2 separate regions of the Zea mays genome follow, and region 1 is linked to region 2. A link is a contact called in public Hi-C data. All regions are on one chromosome and are shown on one strand. Each heading gives the region's core, a stretch centred on a gene start, on an enhancer-like site or on the middle of the called end of the contact. The rest is flanking DNA. Distances are from core to core; before and after follow the strand shown. Region 1 holds the start of LOC103650680 (probable LRR receptor-like serine/threonine-protein kinase At1g67720). Region 2 holds the start of LOC103650673 (transcription factor LHW).

Evidence for each region. Hi-C and Micro-C count contacts between places; a contact is called where the count stands out from the background.
Region 1: a contact with region 2 is called in a Hi-C map of root tip, with 4 times the contacts expected there. The contact joins the promoter of LOC103650680 here to the promoter of LOC103650673 in region 2. A contact is called at or near these places in 2 of 25 Hi-C or Micro-C datasets (ear and root tip).

Annotation. Positions count from the first base shown.
Region 1 is chr3:145,519,523-145,522,240 of Zm-B73-REFERENCE-NAM-5.0, reverse strand. It overlaps LOC103650680 (probable LRR receptor-like serine/threonine-protein kinase At1g67720), which reads right to left and starts at 1,373. Exons shown (of 11, transcript XM_008676243.4): 1 at 927-1,373; 2 at 1-839. The coding sequence starts at 1,026.
Region 2 is chr3:144,772,439-144,775,278 of Zm-B73-REFERENCE-NAM-5.0, reverse strand. It overlaps LOC103650673 (transcription factor LHW), which reads right to left and starts at 1,501. Exons shown (of 10, transcript XM_008676231.2): 1 at 866-1,501; 2 at 195-341; 3 at 1-72. The coding sequence starts at 957.

The DNA of each region.
Region 1 (2,718 bases), core at 124-2,623, 750 kb before region 2:
CTTGAACTTGCGCGTCTCCGGGACCAAGAACTCCTCGATCTCAGCCAGGTACGAGAAGGCCCAGCCGTTGCCCGGGAAGCCTGGGAGGTCGAGGCGATAGGTGAGCTCGCCCAGCGACCCGACCACCGCCGTCTGCATCACCTTCTGCGGGGGCCTCTCGCTGCCGGCCACGAAGACGGGCCTGTCGGTGGAGACGTTGACGGTGCCGGCGGCCACGTCCACCAGGTAGTTGGCCCTCCTCACCATGTCCGACTCCCAGATCCTGTCGTAGGGGTCGTCCGGGTACCTGACGGGGTCGGCGGTGGGCGCGCCGAAGTTGATCCTGGCGGAGAGGGCCAGGAAGGCGTCCGCCTCGTAGTCGGTGTAGTAGAGGGAGCCGTTCAGCTGCCGGAGCTCCAGCGTGGAGATGAAGGGCGTCCCCGTCCCCGTGGACGACAGGCAGACGCTGAGGGCGGGGTCGGCGGCGAGGACGACGGCCTCCCTGGTGACCACCTTGGAGTCGTCGTAGATGACGATGGTGGACCAGTGGGAGGCGCCAAGGTAAAGATCGAACTCCGGGAACACGTTGCTGCTGTCGAAGTTGCCGTACAGGAAGGTGGCGCGGACGAGGTAGCGTGTGCGGGTGCGGACGTGCAGCGTGTAGCAGTGCTTGCTGCTGCTGCTGCTGCTGGCGGACGGTGATGGGAAGTAGCGCAGCGTGGAGTACTGCGCGCGTTTCTCGGAGGGCACGGAGATGGTGGCCGTCTGGCCGAAGGGGAACCAGCCGGCGTCGCCCGTCCACTGCAGGCCCAGCTCGTCCGTGTAGTTGGTGGAGCCGCCGCAGTCGATGCTGACGAATCCTGTGGAGTACGTTACGTATTTGTTTTTGTTTTGTGCTACACAGTTGGGCTAACTGATCGATATCCACACTGAAGGCAATAACTCACCAGGCACCTGAGCATCGGAGGCGGTGAAGAAGACGGCGGCGGCGGTGACGAAGAGGAAGCACGAATAGGAGGAGGGATTGAGGCTGCTGCTTGATGCCATCGCTTTCAATTGCAATAATAATCGTATCCCTTCCTTCTTCCTTCCTTACAGGCGAAGTGAGTGAGTGAGAGACCGTACTCAACTCGATGCAAAGCAAGGGGAAGGGATGAGAGGAGCACAGACAGCACTAACTCCTGTCCTAACAAAGCATCAAAAGGTAGCAGAGCATCACCATGGACATGGATTGATTATATTATTTGGTCACGGCAAAAGCCCACAGCAACAGTAAAGCTGCTGCTGCTGCTGCTGCTTGGTTCAATTGAATGAATGTATGGGGCCAAACCAAATTAAAGGAGGGGACCAAGCAACTCAACAACAGAAACCAACAGTGCATAGGCTCCTCTCTCAACCATGCCCGGCAAATGTACTGCTGGATTGGGATTGGGATTGGGATTGGGACTGGGATCGGGATCATGCATGCCCACCAATAGCATGTTTCTTTTCTTTAGCGGATTCGCGGGTTCCTTTTGTGCTTTATGATGCCCATTCACATTTCACATGCATCTCCATGCCCACATTCATCAACTCGTAAAGGCAAAGCTACATATGAATATGACTACCACCACCGTACCCTCCCACCACCAACTCCAGTAACATCAACCAGTATTGGCATTTGACATGCAGGAGCACGGCCACGGTTGCTCTTTCTCATGCTATTCCAGCGACGCCAACACCAGGCAGATCTACGTACACCTAGCTTCGTTCTTACACCAACCAAAGAAAAGCTACCGCGCCTGCCTTTTACATCCCCTCATGCACAATCAGCCTGCCTGTTTGCGAGCACAGCTTTTAAAAGCATACCTTGCATGATTAAGAACATCTAGGCAGATGTTCTAGTAATTAGTAATGGTATATTATTATTATTATTATTATTATTATTATTATTATTATTATTATTATTATTATTATTATTATTATTATTATTATTATTATTATTATTACTACTGTTACTACTGTTACTGAACAACACTAACTATTTGCGAGAAGACCAAAAAACTAATGAAGTCAACAAAAACTGATAAGTCCTAGAAGTAGACTTGTGCTCCAAGCGATAGCCCACAAAATCAACATCAGAATAATTGCACAAAAATAGAACTAAAAAAAGAAGAGTACCATAAACCAAACTCAGGAGTAAAGCGCGAGTACCTCATAATCTTTTTCATAGTCTATCTATGAAAAGTGTGTGGGAAAGCCTATAAACGAGCGCACAGACACACTGCAAAATGTATATCTGGCCTCATCGTAGTCAAGTACAGGAGAGATCCAATCATGCTCTTATACTCCTTCTGGTCCACGAAGGCTTATCCCTATAAGCGTAATCAATAACGCAAGCAAGAACAGGAAGAATGCAATCAAAACTGCATTGATCACGAGGTGGGGTCTCACAAACCGATGAACGACGATATTGTTCGATGACAGATATGATCTAAGCAAAACCCAAACCCTAATGTGGCGGCGGCTGCTGTTAAAATAGAGGTTAGGAGCATGCACAACCCCTAGATGTACCTCTAATGGGCTCCAACACGATACACGACCCAACGGTCCAACAGACAAAGTCGCAACACCAAAACAGAATATGAGCGCTGAATTATGTTTATGATTCCTCTTGACTCCGGATGAATTTTAAGGTGGGACCAGTTGGGTTGGTTATATATTTTTCTTATCTTTCCAACCATATCAAGTCAGTCGCAA
Region 2 (2,840 bases), core at 252-2,751:
TGATCACTGGCAGTGGCAGGATCATGGACAATCCATTGATGATTTCCAGTGAAAGCAGCACGGCCAATGGTACTGAAGAATACAAGCACAGCATACATACATACATACATCAGCAAAGTTTGAACTTCTCCAACAACGCCGAAGCACTTATTAGCTATGAACACTGTAACAAGCAAAACAAAATTCCTGCTTACCCTTCACCAATAACATGAATTTGTGAGGCCATAACCTTCCCAACAAGCGTGCACACACTGGTGCCCGGCTCACACCCAGCTTCAGGAGCATCAGATCCGGTATAGCATGAGGCGTGGCCGCAGGAACCGTCCTCCCACACCAAATGCCTGCACGTCACCAAGGAGAAGACACAAATCAGCAAAGAACAGCTGAATTCGTGCACTAATCGCATCACGAAGCTGAACGCGCAGCACATTAGCTTTACATAGAAATGCAAGCGCATTTCACCCGTTTCCCGCCCTTGTACACCCCCAAGAACTCACAGACGTTAGCGCGAACTCAGTGGGTAGGTAGGTACTCATGCCACTAAAATTTACAGCGGCACCAAAAGTTGCATACACTAGTAAAGAGCTCCCATATTGGGAAGGATGTCCAGGAATATGCCCATCCGAATGTTCCCGCGCGCGCTTCGCTTGTCTACCAGGAAAATCTAGCTGAAACGTAATGCGCAGCGAAACTCCAAACCCCAGACCAGGGGAGCGAAAAGATGCACAACGTTTCGAAAACGAATGGGATGGGATTTCTTCGCAAATCGGGCTGCAGGAGAAGCATAAGATCCAAAGGAAAAAAAAAACAGGAGAGAAAGATAAACACAAACAGTAGGAGGAAGGAGGGGTGGGGATTAGCTTACACAGGGTCGGCGGCGCCGATGGCCTTCCAGAAGACGGCGTAGGACCAGCCGACCTCCTCGCAGAGCCGGCGCAGCGCGTCCCCAACCGCCATCCTGGCGACGCAGGGGGGAGTGGGAGAGAGAACCCTAGCTCCTCCGCGGGCCGCCGCCTGCAGCCCCGGGCCCCGCTCTCTCTGGCCTGGAACTGGAACAGGACGTGCGAGCAACCCAACAAGGCAACAAGCAAAGACGGGCGGCGAGCGCCCTCACTAGGCGGCGCGGTGGCTCGCTTGCCCGGCCTGCTTCGCGCGGAGCCCGCCGGCGCTCCTCGTCCTCACGCTTCCCCTCGCCGCCGGCGCGCAGGCGCCCATCAGGGGGGCGGGCCCACTCCCAGCCCCCAGCAGGCGGGTCCCAGCGTCAGCGTCCGCGGGGGCGCGCGCTTCGCTTCACGCGGCGGTGGCGAGCGAGCCTGCCTGCCAACCCCAGTGCTGGGGCTCCGGGGGATGAAGCTGGACCTGCTGCCGCGGACTGCGGCTCGTCAATGTCCTGGTGCGTCTTCCTCCTTTTGGCTTTGCTGGCTTTGGCTTGTTTGGGAGGGTTCTCACTTCTCTTCTCGGGTTTGGGTGTCTACTAGTCTGTTTTGGCTTTCTCCTCGTTGCTTTGCTGTGCTCGCCCTTGGGCGTTTTCTTTTCTTCTTTTTTCCTCCTTCCCGACTCCCGAGGCACGTATCATTCTCTCCACGACGGGTAAAATCGTGATACCTATGTTTAAGCCCCATCATTCGTTAGAAGTCTAACGCACTAGTTCGATTTTCTAAATATAAAATACGGCTAAAAGATTGCTTGATATAACTACGAAATCATGAATTATCAATGTAGCTTGTATTTTTTTTAATTAGTCTCTTAAGGTAGATTTAGTTAAGAGTCAATTAAAATAGAGAAGATACATTCTAGTTTTTGAAAATTGAGTTGTTCTATTCTCCGTTTGGCAAGTAGAACGGAATCACTCTATTTTTTGTTTGATTAAAAAGTAGAATAGAGTGGAGCCGTTCTGTTCTTTGTTTGGTTGGAGAGTTATATGAGTATAGAGGAGAGCGTTCGCGTCCAAGAGAGCGCTCGCATCCAACTATTTTGGTGGAGCGCTCTAACTATTTATAGTAAATTTTTATATGGAGACTATAGGAATCGCTTCGCTCTTTTTTTGTTGGAAATCAAACATCAAAAACTAGAATGAAACTGTTTCATTCTTCTCCACTCGCCAACCAAACCCATCCTTAGAGATCCCTCGAGAGACCTCATATTAAATGGAGTTGTATATGCCCTTAATTAAATGGGGGTTGTATATGCCCTTAGTGCCGTTCAACATTAAGAGGAGTTTTTTTTACTTGACATGTCTATTTTACACCGACAAAACAGGAAATTTGGTACTGGTCTTCGCAAAATTAACATCCTCGTAGTAGGCTTCAGAAAATCACCATTCGTTAAAATGGACTCTTTGCATCTCCTGCCATTCCATGTAATTGTTTATGGTCTGATTCAGAGTTTTTAGAACATGTCTGCAATTAGGAAGGCTTATAGATAGTTGAGACGCATGGTGGTAAGTAAAGGATTAAAGTTTTAAGTGAGGGTGGAATATATCTGTTTTTAGGCTTGAAAATCGAAGAGACTAAAACTGTCTACATCAAATCTCTATTATATAAAACATCAGTTTCACTAAGAAAAGGTAGACTTGAAATGTTTGAGCAAAATGTGGATGATGGTGCTGCTATTCTTATATTAGAACATTCTCAATGCACGGTTTCCATCACAATATTTCCAAGGCTGTCATATTAACATTTGTATAAGTAATAGTGTATCCAGAGTTTCATCCACATAAAAATCTCGCATCTCCTATAAAACTTTCTTATATCTCTCTTTATTAAATTTTATTTCATGTTATCATGTTTGCTTATGTAGTTATGTGGCATGTCATTAAATAAAAAATAAAACTCTCAAGA